2 separate regions of the Mus musculus genome follow, and region 1 is linked to region 2. The links are chromatin contacts, called in public Micro-C maps. All regions are on one chromosome and are shown on one strand. The core of a region is the stretch at or near the end of the contact, and the rest is flanking DNA. Distances in the headings are between cores, read along the strand shown.

Region 1 (6,679 bases), core at 3,562-6,061, 64 kb after region 2:
GTTCTTGGTCTTCTGTATGGGATGTTGTATGAAAGTTGTCTTTATCCTGTGGAGCTGGGGAGAGTGTGTGAGGAAGGAGACGTTGCAGGCTCCTGTTCAACACGTGCTGTTTGCTGAAGGTTCTTTGGGGCTAGCATGACAGGCTGAAAACTAGCCTTGACAGAGGCAAGGAGGGCATACATCCCTGGGGGAGGATTCTAGGCTGATACTGTTTTTAGTGTTTTTGGTAGAACTTATTCTCCAGGGGGAGGGGAGCTTCCCCACATCACACCTCCTGCTGGCCCCTGTCACTCCCAACCTCCATCCTAGATGATTAATGATGGCCTAGTGCGCCAAGCATGCAGTCTGTCCCCTGGGGTTTATACTGGCCTTGGCTGTTTGTCTGTGCTCTGTGCTTCCTAGAAACACGCTTTCTTCCCTGCAACGGGGCCCTATAGAAGCTCCACCATCCCACCATCCTAGGGTCCTGTGTCCAGGCTTGGCAGGACTGAGTCTGCTGGGCACCTGCCACAGCCTTGGCTCTGCTTGCTGGAGCTGCTGTGTGAGACAGTCCCACAGAGGTACATCTGTGTCTCACCTGAGGTCTGGATGGACCTTCAGATCTTGCTCCTGGCAGTCAGCCTGAGAACATCATATGTTGACGGATGGGCAGGTGAGGGTGTGCCAGGCTTTTCAGGCCGAGCACCCAGATGCCAAGGTGGTTTTCTTTTGTGGCTTGGTATTCATTCATGGAGTCTCTGTAGTGAGATCTGAGCTGCAGAGGGGTCCAGGCCCCACTTTTTTCTTTGTATGAGAATCCCTGAAGCCGTGGGGACACCCCTAGATCATTTCCTCTTCTGTTTAAACTAAGATGACCTTCACGGTATGAAAACCACCATGAGGGTTGAACTGTGCAGTTTCAGTGGGTACAAGATCTACCTGGGGCACTGGGTAACGCCACTCCAAGACTGACGGGAAGGCTTTCTAGTTTCTTAATGCAAAAGGTGAGTCCGCATTCCTTTCCCAAAGGAACCTCGACAGATAAACCCGACTGTCCTCCACAGAAGAAGACATGAGAAAGGATGGTCGGAAGAAATTCAAGAGAAAAGGACCCACCATGCAGTTGAATCCCAGCGAGACATCACTAGTGCGTTTCTTGTTGATAGAGTGGCCAAAAGGACTCAGAAACCAGAAGTTAAGAAAGCTCAGAGAGCAGGCTATCAGGGCTGCCAAGGAAGCAAAAAAGGCTAAGCAGGCATCAGAGAAGACAGCAATGGCTGCTGCCAAGGCCCCCACAAAGGCAGCACCTAGACAAAAGATTGTGAAGCCTGTGACAGTCTCTGCTTCCCAAGTTGGTAGAAAACCCTAATTAGGTAGATCAGAGTTTAAAATAAAGATCTGTTCTAAATCAAAAAATAAAAATAATTAAGCCAGGTAGTGGTGGTGCATGCCTTTAATCCCAGCACTCGGGAGGCAGAGGCAGGCGGATTTCTGAGTTCAAGGCCAGCCTGGTCTACAGAGTGAGTTCCAGGACAGCCAGGGCTACACAGAGAAACCCTGTCTCAAAAAAACCAAAATCAATGAATCACCCCTCTGGGCTCAGGCTACATGGGCATCTAGTGTATTCCTTGTTCTGTGACACCACTGCCTCTTGATTTTGTCCCCAGCTCCGGCCTTGCCATCTCTTTTCTGTGGCATAATTGTCTCATGCTAACAGAGTGGCACAGCATATAGCCCCTGGGCTGGTTTCTCTCACAGCCTAGGAATCCTTGGGTAGCTGCTCCAAAGACAGACATTGACATGGGGACAGCCAGGTATTGCGAAGAGGAGTGTGAAGGTGTCCCCTGGGGGGTGTACTGGTGAACCATTGCAGGGACATCCTAGTAAGCCGTAGGGTGTGCTGGTGAACCATGGAGATGTTTTCATGAGCCATCTGTGGTAGGGGACACCCTCGTGACCTGTGGGGGCTTTCTAGTGAGTGCCAAGTCCCATAGGATTTTTTTTTTTAGACGGACAGCGGGTGAATATATGGTCTTGAAATGACAATCTTTAGCCCCCAAGATCAACATCAGGTGATGCCAGCCCAGACTGCAAGGGTAGCTACTTGGTGGGCTTCTATGCTACACTCTGGGTCTAGCTCCAGTGGTTTCAGCTGTGAGGGTTCTTGCTCCAGGCAACCATGTGTGTATGAATGTCACAGCCTCCCAGCTGTACTGACTTGAGAAGGTTTCAGGAAGGCTCCTTCCCAGAGCTTGGGTATCCTGCCTTTGCAGGCCGACACTCCCGGAGTGCCGTGCACACAGACAGAGCTTTAATACATGCCGGGATGAGGCAGTTTGCACATGAATGGTGGGCTGTCTCCACTGAACAGTTTACTGTGAGCTTCAAATGGAGTATGGAGGCCTTCCTTGGCCGTCCCCACCTCTGAAATGGCCAACTCGCCCTGGTTTGTGTGCAGAGAACGGTGCTCAGCCAGAGACCTGCCCGTTCTGCCCTGTTCCAGTGGTTCCAGGTTGTGGCAAAGCCCAGGAGGGAGGGCAGGGTTGTGTGTTCTGGCTTCTGCCCAGGAGCTCTTGCTGGTGTTTGGGTGTTTTGTTTTCTGTGTGGCCCTGGCTGTTCTGGAACTCACATGCTTCGTGAGTTCTGGGATTAAAGGCGACCGCTTTGCCAGGCAGTCCTGAAGCTCTTCTGTGTGGAATTTGTATAGCATTTGCTATTTCCCACAACCCCTGTGGGCCTGGGCTGGAGACAGAAACCCTGAGATGGGTGGGGATCACACCTTCTAAGGTTTACAAATCCAGATGTGGATAATCCTCCTATGTAGATGCTAACTCAGCAGGGCTCAGGCTAGCCCAGCGAGGGAGGCTAGCTACTCTGAGGGGTGCTCAGGATGGGGGAGGAGCTAGCAGCTGCTATGGTGATAGGGCAGCAAGTGTCTATCCTGGGTACCGGGCACTGTGACAAGGCTTCTCCCATAGACATGGGGAACTGTAGAGGGCATTCTTACTGTTGCCCACTTGGCCGACATATGGTTTTGTGAGGTTCCCTAACCTGGATCCATACAATACTATAAGAGAACCTTCTTTGTCTGTGACCCTGATCCTCAAGTCCCCACCCCCTTTCCATTCCAGTTTCCCATACAGTGGTCTGAATGACAGGACCTGAGCTGTGTTGTGTCTCGTACCCTGGCCCGCCAGCCTGGCTTTTGTGCTGTCTCCTCAGGCCAGCAGACAGGGGACCCTAGGCACCCCAGCCATGACCTCTGCTGAGACTCTGTAACTCCCCAGGAATTCCTAGGAAATTCCCACCGTTGGCTTTGCAGGGCTAGACTGGTGGCTGAGCTCCAAGAATCAGGAGGCAGCCGGCCAGTGTCCTTTGGCCACCACGGTCCTCATGCAACTGCCCGTATCTCTGAGGCCCTTAGCTTAGCTGTGAGAGGTTCTTCTAGGAACCCTTCTGACAAGCTGTGAGAGATATTGGGACCACCAGGAGAGCTTTAAGCCATCTCAGACCTGAGAGTGCCCACACCTGGTTCTGCCAACTTCCTGTGTATAGCGTAAGCATTTGGCTTCTTTCCTAACAACAGCACATGTCAGGTGGAATAAAGGCTTATCTATGTGCACCTGTGACATGTTGGGATTCCCCTTGCCCTGAGCCTGCCTCGAGGTTGGCTGTGTTTGGGGACACTGGAGGGTTAGCCTCCCCGGAGCCTCCCTGGACTCAGATGAAGCGGTATGACCAGGTGGGTGGACAGAGGCAAAAATACTGACTCAACACATGATGAGTCTACATATTTGTAAGGCCCCTGCAGTCTCAGGCTGGCCAGATTGGGTGGTGTTTAAGCACTGTTTCTCCTGTAAGGCTGAGCCCAGGTAGGAGTCCTCCATCTCAGCCGTATACCTACTCAGAGCGGCCATCTGTGCTCTGTACCCGTAAGAGCTGATCAGAGGAAAAGGAGCTGTGAGCTCAGGCCATGGCAGTCAGGGTCCGGTAGCTCTGCTGTATGCTCACTGCCTTCCCTAACCTGACGCAGCTCCACCTCATTACAAGAGCATAAAAGGCAACCAGAGCTGTCATGGTGTGGCCAGGGTATTGGGTCCATTGTCAGGGTCCTGTGGGATCCTAGCTTCGGAGCAAAGGGAGGCTGTTTTCTTTGGAAAACCTAATGCTGCACAGGTGATCTTCCCGGAGCCTACAGGATGCTCCGGGGCCAACACCGCTGGTTGTAGCTGCTCTTACAGGTCGATTCCCTTCGATGAGCTGCTCAGATACTGTCCTGGAGACCTGCTGCACTGGATGCTAAGAGAGCGGCTTCCCTGGGTGCTTGGGTGGAGGAATGGGGCCTGAGTCTGTTCATTTCCCTCCACGGGGCCTGTCATGTTGTCTGACGCCCCTCCCCATCCTTCGGGGACACCGTGTTTCCTTGGCCAAGTGCTCATCTGCGTTTCTTCCCACAGATGTGGATGAATGTGCCAATGCCAACGGGGGCTGTGAGGGCCCGTGCTGCAACACCGTGGGTGGCTTTTACTGTCGCTGCCCACCCGGCTACCAGCTGCAGGGTGATGGCAAAACGTGCCAAGGTAGGACCTGTCTGGTACTCTGCCCCGGGGAAGGGCAGAGACAGAGAGTGGGTGGTGGGAGCAGGGGTAAGCTCAAGCTAGAACTAGGAGCTAAGACCCTCTGGGGGAAGGGCCCACATCCCTGTGACACTGATAGGAACCTCGCCTGTCAAAGACTGTGAGAGGCCTGGGGCTGAGAGCAGCTTGCCAGCTCTGAACAGCCCCTGTGACTCCACCCCAGCATTGCTGGCAGGCCGACAGCAAAATCAAGACCAGACAGAAGTAGATCCTGGAGAGACTCGGGGAACTGAGGAGAGGGGGATGAGGAGGCCCTGCTGTCCCCAGCCTCTCAGTCTCCCCTCCCCTTTTCTGCATTCTCTGGCTGCCCTCACATCTGAGCCCAGGGCTGGTTTGAACAGCTGAGTCCCTTGGAGCGTTTGGGGCCATCAGTGTCCAGGGTCCTGGGCCTGGGTCAAGAGGCTGTCTCTGCTCTCTGTATCAGATGGTCACTGTCTGAGTCTTAGAATGACCTCAGTTAAATGTCACACCATCTCCAGCTATTCAGCTGCCCATCTGTGAACCATCTGCCTACAAGTTGGGGTCTGGAGAGGCATTGAGGCGGGGGTGTCTGCTCTGCATGAGACATTCTAGAAGAGTGGGTTCCCTGTAACCAGCAGGAGCTTGGAGGTGGGGAATGTGGCTGTAACACTAGGGTCATGCCCCAGCTGTGGGGCAGCAGGAGGCCTGTTCCTCCACGTGTCTAGCCTAAAGGGAGGTAGGGCAGATAAGTGTTTAATGATTATTGTGTCTGTGTTTCTGCGCCTGTGCAGCCGGTTCCTGCAGACGCCCTCAGAGCCCACCCCTCTGCTTGCGGGTCGTCTTGCCAGCAGACTTGGGTTTCGGCTTGACCGAGCATTAAAGATGGCTCATGATTTTAACTGGCTTAGTGAGTCAGCTCTGGGGAACAGCTTGCACCCCTCTTCTTGTATCTGTGAGAAGGCTGTGCATACTGAGTGCTCAGGACCTTTGTGGGCTAGAGTCTCTCACTGTGTCCCCACGTCACAGAACCCAGATAGCCTCCCTCAGCACCATACGCCTGAGGCATCTCCCTCTGAAAGGAGGGAGTGATGCTTAAGCTGGTTTAAGGAGCAGATGAAAGACTTGATACAGCCTGGCCCTGGGTTGCTTCCTGTGAGCCAGTTCATCTAACCAAGTGCTGGTTATTTCCCGCCCCGAGTGCCACCTGCCCTTTGGCTTCTTCCTCATCCAAGGTGGAATCAGGCTCCCCAGCCCCATGGCTTCCTGGGTGGGGCTAGTCTGAGGTAGCTGTCTAATGTTCCCAGAGCCTCGCCATATCTGAACTTTGGGAGCCTGGAAATCCCCCATTCTTCAGTGGCATACGGAAAACCACGCCAAGGGCTCTCCTGGGCACTGCAGATTCCCAGCATCCCTCTGGTTGCTGGCTGGATCCGCCAACCACTTGTGTGCCTGTCTGACAGCAGTTACCCAAGGGAAGATACCCAGAGAACCTGCTGCCTCTGGGGCCAAGCAGTGAGGTTCCGTGCCTAGGGTATCTCCTGAGCCTGCAGGGAAGGCTCACCATAGCCATGAAATCATCTCAGAAGTCCCTCACGTGGGCATTAGGTTGTGGGTCAAAACATTCAGCGTCAGGATGCCACAGTGCTTAGAGTAGGCTTGCTATCCAGGGGCCTCTCTATCTAGTATTCCCAACTCTGCTCATTTGCTTTGGGGTGATTCAGTGGGTCAGAACCTGGCTCTGCTAACCTCATATTTCTTATAGCTCAGAAGAGTGGATTGGAAGCTCTGTATAGTGGGGTTCTAGATAGATATTGTTAAGGCATGGGAAAGGGTGACCCCTAAAGATCTACGGAGTTCCAGAGGAAGTCTTGCTGTCTTCCCAGCCCTGTCTGGGAGAGGAATGCTCTCGGGTGTGCGTTAGAGAGTGTGTCCCATCAGCTTTCTCCCAGAAGTCGGAGTTTGTAGCATGTGCTCTGGACCTGGTGTGCTGTGTTGATGCCCATTCCAAGTGAGACATAGACTTATGGGAGCTGGGCACAGTGCTAGCTTCCACTCAGGCGCCCCAGGCATGAGGTAGACAGAAGGTAGGAAAGGCCAATGAC
Region 2 (6,351 bases), core at 3,051-5,550:
ATCCTGTAGGACCTTGCCCAGATTGTGTGCCTCACAGGAACTGGCTGTCCTTAAGGTTTACTGGCTTTGTCTTCAGCCCTGGGGTGACCAGACTCCTCACTCACCCGCAGGCCCCGGTCTCTAACCCTCTGGCTGCCTGTCTCTCTAGGTGACTTTCCAGTGCTCGGACTGTGCTGGCACTTAAGTGGGGATTCCTTGGCCCTCCTTAGTAAGGACCACTTCTGTCTCTGCTTCCTGGAGACCAAGGAGAGGGTTGGCACAGCCTACGAACAGCGGGACGGCATGCCTAGGACCTGAGTGGAAACCAAGGCAGTAGACTGCTGATTCCAACGTGAGCTAACGGCTGCACAGGTTCTCCAGATGGGATGGGCTATTCTGCCCAGTTTTCTGTAAATATGTATAAAGTTATGTAAAGTAGGTATTTGCTAATCCATTGAACAGTGGTGGTTGTTTTCTTCAAGGCCTTAGCTCACAGACCCAAGGTCTTGGGAGGATAAAGAATCCTGAAGTAAGGACTCAAGCCTGCCTCATGGCCTTGCAGACTCTGAAGCCAGTAGCGAACCCGAGGATGGGTGTAGGGATGCTGGCTTTCAGCTCTAACAGCTACTTCCTGGCATCAAGAAATGGTCAGTGCCACACTCATTCGTAGGCAGGGTCAGCATTCCCTGAGGGGTTTTCTGTCAGTGGGCTTTGGAACAAGGTGGACTAATGTCAGACTGGCCAGCCCTCCTGCAGCTGGATGTACTCAGAAGTGCCCCGCACCTGTGCCTGTCCCCGTGTGAGCTGTAAATCCCACAACAGTTGGGCAGGTCTCTGGCCTTACAAGTGAATTCTGCAGAGAGGCCTGGGTCACTGCCTGGTAGAGTGGAAGAGCTCAGCCCACCCAAACCTCTCTATCTCTAGTAAGTGCCTTGAAAGCAGACAGACCAGTATGTCTGTACTGGTGACCAGGGTTCCCACCAGGACTGCACACTTGTGTATCTGAGTTTCTGTAAAGAGGACCATGCTCACAAGGGTCCTCAGTCAGCCAGACTTCAGTCCTCAAGACAGTCTTTGGCACTCCTGATTCTGTGACAATAACTTCAAAAAGGAGCAACTCCATTTGGTTTAAATGTCTTTACTAGAACAAAAGCACAGGCTGAAAACAGGTGCATCTGAGGTCACCTTTCCTCTTGGATAGGCCATGGCATTCCGGTCACATCCATGCCGGTTAACTAAAGCGAGAGGTATAGAGTGACAGGCCAGCATCTACAGTGCACTGGCAAGGCTAGAACGACAGCAGCAAGCTGTGTGTGGCTGGCGTGTCAAAGCTCAGCAGTGCTCAGTGAGCTCTAGGATGCTCGTCTGTTTATAGCATGCACTTTTAAAACCCAACTATTCAGTCCCTTTTAAACAGAGACAGGATGATAGAAACCCACCACCATGACTTCCGGAAGGGGCTAGCTTATGTTATGAGAGTAACCTTTTGGGCCTAGGAAAACTGCTGTATTAACACAACCTGGATTAATTTATAAAGTGTGATTCTAAGTCAGACACATTCACAGAAAGGCAGGTTCACCAGGAGCTGCCAGGCAGACTGTCTTTCTTAGTGACTGGCTGCTGGCTGCTACTGTATTTAGCTTTTTTAAAAAACGGGCTGAATTTTAAAATACAGCACTTGAGAGTTAATATATAGGGAGAGTTAAATATGTGCAGAAGCCGCTCACTGTACTCAGCTGTATGCAACAGTCTACACAGCACAAGTGGGTGGACATTGTGCTCGGCATGCTGGAGGGAGAACGTGGCGTTACAGAAGGAACACAGTGGTATGGGGGCAGCTGAATCTGCCTTTGTAAGATTGTGTTGCCAAGATGTCCAATATCCAACTAAATATACATAATCCACTTGACTATTCTAATCGGATACATGCCCTCCTTCCCTCCAGCCAGTGGGTGGCATGAGGTGGCACAGGGAGTCCCCACCACCTTGGTTTCCGGGACGCAGCTGTCTAGAAGCCTATCTTGCCCCTGGTCATGGAGTAGCCCAGCTTGGCTTCATTGTTGATGAAGGACATGAGCCCCACGTAGGTCTCGATGAGGAGGGGGCGCTCCAGCACCAGCACGGTATTCGCCTGCCCTGGCAGTGGGCTCTCCTTCTGGGCCTTCTTGACAGCTTGGATCAGGAGAGCCTTGAAGCTTTCCAACTTTGAAGAGAATAAACATGGAGCCTTAACCTCATGCCAAGACAGCAGTACTGGGAAACGAGGATTCTGAGTTCAAATCCTCCCAAATACCACATAGTGATGACATCACCAATGACAGGTTGGGCCCTATGAGCTGTGTCATCAGGTGGTTCATCATGTACAAACATCATGAAGGGACCTGCCTTAAGTCCAACCTAGAGAGTACCAGTCTATCTCTAAAGATGCAGTCAGGAGATTCGGCAGCCTGAGACAAGGTACTGCCAGTGCCAACAGGTGGAAAATCTTTTTTACAGACGCACATGCTCTGGAGTGCACCTCACTAAGCAGGTGATGCTGTAATTGCACACGCTGCCTGCACTGGTGTGCTGTGCACTGACTGACAGGTAGCATCACAGATGGAGGAATTCATGAGGACTATGATGTCACCAAGTGACAGGGCTTTCTCAGCCCTACTCTAACTGTGCAGAATGCTCAGCGCTCCCTCAGCACCTCTCCTGGGAACTTCCAGAGTACCTGTGTCACCAGCAGCACCTGCCAAGCCCCGCCAGTACTGTGGGCTTTTCCCATGCTCGCTCACCCACCCAGTCCAGACTGAGCATCCTGCAATGGGATGGTGACTCTGTTCTTAAACAGCACCACCTAGCTTCCTACTGTGGAACTGCACCTCCAGGGTTCACACTGACAGTGGCCTTGGCCTGCTTACATGGCACAGAGACGCTGTCTTCTCGTCCATGCCAGCCATTGGGTGTTCTATGAAGGTGGCATAGGGCATGTTTGTAGACCAGGGGTTCCATCTGTTGATGAAGGAAGGGCGGCTCTGCTTGTCCCACTGAATGCGAACCCCAAAGCCTTCTCTCCTGATGGGGGAGGGGGAGAAAGCCTTGCTTACCACAGGAATACAACATTGCATTCAGTATCAGGGATGGCTGGGGAACCTGTGACCTAGTGTAACAATGGCCTCCACTAACAGCTTCACACACTTCCAAAGCGTAACAAGTTAATGAGCCTCCTTTGCAGCCTATGAAACCGGCACACAGTCCAACCTGGCCTAATTATGGCCGTGTTTGTTCTTAATGTTACTGAATGATGCTTAAGTTAGTAGCCATTAGCTTCCTGGAGTCCCTAGTCAAATAATTCTTTTATAGCAAGCCAACCAGTCTCTGAAGGCTGTTAGGTGTTTTGCGATGTATCGAATTTTTAGTAATACTGAGCACATGCCCTGTGTCTCCCTCCTGCTGGAGTTAAAACTCCCAGACTCCCTACATAGCTTATGACAGTGGGCTCTGATTCCATGTATCTTAACGGTATTTAAATGAATGGTTTTTAGTGGGGACAGAGTGGCCGACTGTGCCAGCATCCCTTTCAAGGAGGTACTGAGCAACCCGGAAATCACCAGCCTCTACTTAAAGGTCCTTTCCACTGGTTCTTCAAGATGAGACCTTTACCTCACAAGAGAGTGGGTCAATACCACTTACAGGATCCGCTGGGGCCCTGCCGTGTAGTGCGCTGGTGCACCTACTTGTTGAGCGACTTCGGAGGAAACTGGAATTCTCCACAGGAGATGGTGTCTACCGCGCTGAGCGCCACCCTGACCACCTGCTGGCACTGAAGGCTGATGAAGTCATATTTGCAGATGAGCAGCGACTGGTCGGTGACCAGCACCAGCCGCTCCTTCTCGTTGTTCCAGTGGTCCACCCTGGAGAGGAGAGGGGCCGCCCATCACCAAGAGCCCCGCCTGCCCCCGCCCGCCCCCGCCCAGTGTCCCCGCAGTCCCCTCGCGCCGGCTTACTCGGTCAGCAGCCACACCCCCTGGATCTCGCCGTCCTCCACGGGCCGTACCACGGCGCGGATCTCCTCGACCGCCTGCTCGATGGTGCCGGGCCGGAACACGAAGTACTCCTTGACGCGGGCGCGGCGTGTAGGGTCGTGGACGTTCAGCGGCCACAACGTCTGGCGCAGCGGTGTGCCCGCCCCAGGCCGGCCCGCACCCGCGTCCTCGCCGGCCGCCAGCACCGCCGTGGGGCTCGTGCCCGCCGAGTCCACCGTGTCCCGCAGCTGCAGCATCGCGCCGCCACCGGCAGCCTCCACCGACGGCCGCCGCCCCGGCGTCCGCCCGGCCGCGCCCCGCCCTCCCTCGTTCGCCTTGTGATTGGTTGAGTCCTGCAGAGCCCGCCTTCCGGACCCGCCTCCAGCTCCGTCGACTGCGTCTCGCGATTGGCTTTCCCCTAAGCTGTCTTCTGCAATTGGGTCTAAAGTGCTGCCGTTCATGATTACGGCGGCCCCTCCTGGGCCGGAAGCTGCCGCCACGCGCGGAGCCACTTCCTGTTTACAGGAAGGGCGAGTTAAAAAAAAAAAAAATGCCGGTCGGGGGTTCCTGGCTGAGAACGGGGAAAGGGACGCCATGGACTCGCGCGGAAGGGGGCACTTGGGGGCTCGTGCGTAGGGCGTTGCCCCGACAGTGTGTCCTCGCTTGGCTCCGTGCCCTTCACCTTCGGGCTTACGGTGCACTTCGGGCGGAGGTGTGCGGCGCACTTAGGAGGTGTGCATGCCTGGGGAGTGTGAAAGTGTGGGCATGGGTGTGTGCGCGTCTGAGGATTGTGAAAGCGTGGGAATGGGTGTGTGCGCGTCTGAGGATTGTGGACACTGTGTCGGGGCACCTCAGATAGAGGCTTCTCAGGAGTGTGCTGCACTCCTTGGGCGTGGTCACCTTGGGAGTGTGGGTTTATAGGGTGTGTGCACACTGGAGATAGGAGTGTGTGCAGGTCAGAGGTGGCTGTCAGAGGGTTCTTTATATTGGGCATGATACGCACAAGTAAGCTACCATGTCACCGAAGAGTGCTGCTGGGGCGGGGGGTGGGGGGAGTTGGAAGGAAACGCCGTAGGATGCTCTTGGGCCCTGCAGCTTCTCCCTGGGACAGAAGCCATGCGAGATGTCCCTGAGTTCCTGCTCCCACGGGGGTGCCAGCAGTGTGCCTGGGTTGATGGAGCTAATGGACCGCTATGATAGTGTGGCCCAAAAGTCTTTTCTAACAGTCACCAAGACATAGGTTAGACTCATCAGTGAATGACAGCCCAAGATACAGCTCAGGCCTGTAGTCTGTCTCCTGACCGTTGTGAGGGCTCCTTAGCCTGCTGGACCTTTTACAGTGTGGCTTCGTCAGAGAATCCAGTCCAATGAGGTCTCCGGGACACTGGTGGGAGCAGCCACGATGACGTGAATTCCCACAGAGGTTCCTGAGACCGCTGTGGATGTGAAGAGTGTGCTGAAAGCTGACAGAGAAAGGGGAGATGAATAGATAAGTGCATATAAGGCAATAAGCCAGGGATGGAGAGGTGGCTCAGCAGTTAAGAACACTGGCTGCGCCGGGCGTGGTGGCGCACGCCTTTAATCCCAGCACTCGGGAGGCAGAGGCAGGCAGATTTCTGAGTTCCAGGCCAGCCTGGTCTACATAGTGAGTTCCAGGACAGCCAGGGCTACACAGAGAAACCCTGTCTCGAAAAAAACCAAAAAAAAAAAAAAAAAAAATCAAGGAGGCTTCTACCTTTAGGGCTGGTAAGATGGCTCAGTTGGTAAGAGCACCCGACTGCTCTTCCGAAGGTCCAAAGTTCAAATCCCAGCAACCACATGGTGGCTCACAACCACCCGTAATGAGATCTGATGCCCTCTTCTGGTGCATCTGAAGACAGCTACAGTGTACTTACATATAATAAATAAATAAATAAATCTTTAAAAAAAAAAACAAAAAACACTGGCTGCTCTTCCAAAGGACTGGGGTTCAATCCCCAGCACCCACATGGCAGCTCACGACTCTTAACTCCAGGATCCAATACCCTTACACAGACTTATATGCAGACAAAACACCAATGCACATAAGAATAATGTTTAATAACACAAATAAGCAAATGTCAAGTTTGTGGCATGCATGAATCCTAGGTGTGAGAGAGAAACATCATCTATTTCTGGCTCAGCCTTTCTTATACAACACAGGACTACCTTGCCCTAAGGTGGCACCACATGAAATGGGCAGAGCCCCCCCCCCCATATTACTCACCAATTAAGAAAATGTTACAGCCGGGCGTGGTGGCACACGCCTATAATCCCAGCACTCAGGAGGCAGAGGCAGGTGGATTTCTGATACTGGCACTTAGAGCCTCTCATTCAAAGGATC

The links. A called contact is a pair of places that touch in the nucleus more often than the background predicts.
Region 1: a Micro-C map of stem cell-derived motor neurons shows a contact between it and region 2, with 3 times the contacts expected there. The contact joins the enhancer-like site here to the promoter of Tprgl in region 2. A contact is called at or near these places in 2 of 39 promoter capture datasets (cranial neural crest and frontonasal cranial neural crest), 19 of 484 Hi-C or Micro-C datasets (the 63-12 cell line, the AML12 cell line, LSK cells and 16 more), 3 of 115 datasets of contacts at active chromatin or transcription factors (craniofacial prominence and embryonic stem cells) and 3 of 9 other capture datasets (adipose tissue, liver and pancreatic islet).

Annotation. Positions count from the first base shown.
Region 1 is chr4:154,219,665-154,226,343 of GRCm38.p6, forward strand. It overlaps Megf6 (multiple EGF-like-domains 6), which reads left to right. Exons shown (of 37, transcript NM_001162977.1): 4 at 4,437-4,559. It also overlaps the pseudogene Gm13132. Among named protein-coding and RNA genes, the nearest start is that of Megf6, 52 kb to the left of the region's middle. Within about 2 kb of position 4,812, at least 39 of the 459 cell types and tissues checked have an H3K27ac peak or open chromatin away from gene starts, as enhancers often do. A contact at or near this core is called in craniofacial prominence, palatal mesenchyme and stem cell-derived motor neurons, where this site is marked.
Region 2 is chr4:154,156,384-154,162,734 of GRCm38.p6, forward strand. It overlaps Tprgl (transformation related protein 63 regulated like), which reads right to left and starts at 4,301. Exons shown (of 4, transcript NM_026388.2): 1 at 3,972-4,301; 2 at 3,702-3,878; 3 at 2,886-3,039; 4 at 1,102-2,182. The coding sequence starts at 4,246. The coding sequence ends at 1,988. It overlaps Wrap73 (WD repeat containing, antisense to Trp73), which reads left to right. Exons shown (of 12, transcript NM_021499.2): 12 at 149-435. The coding sequence ends at 297.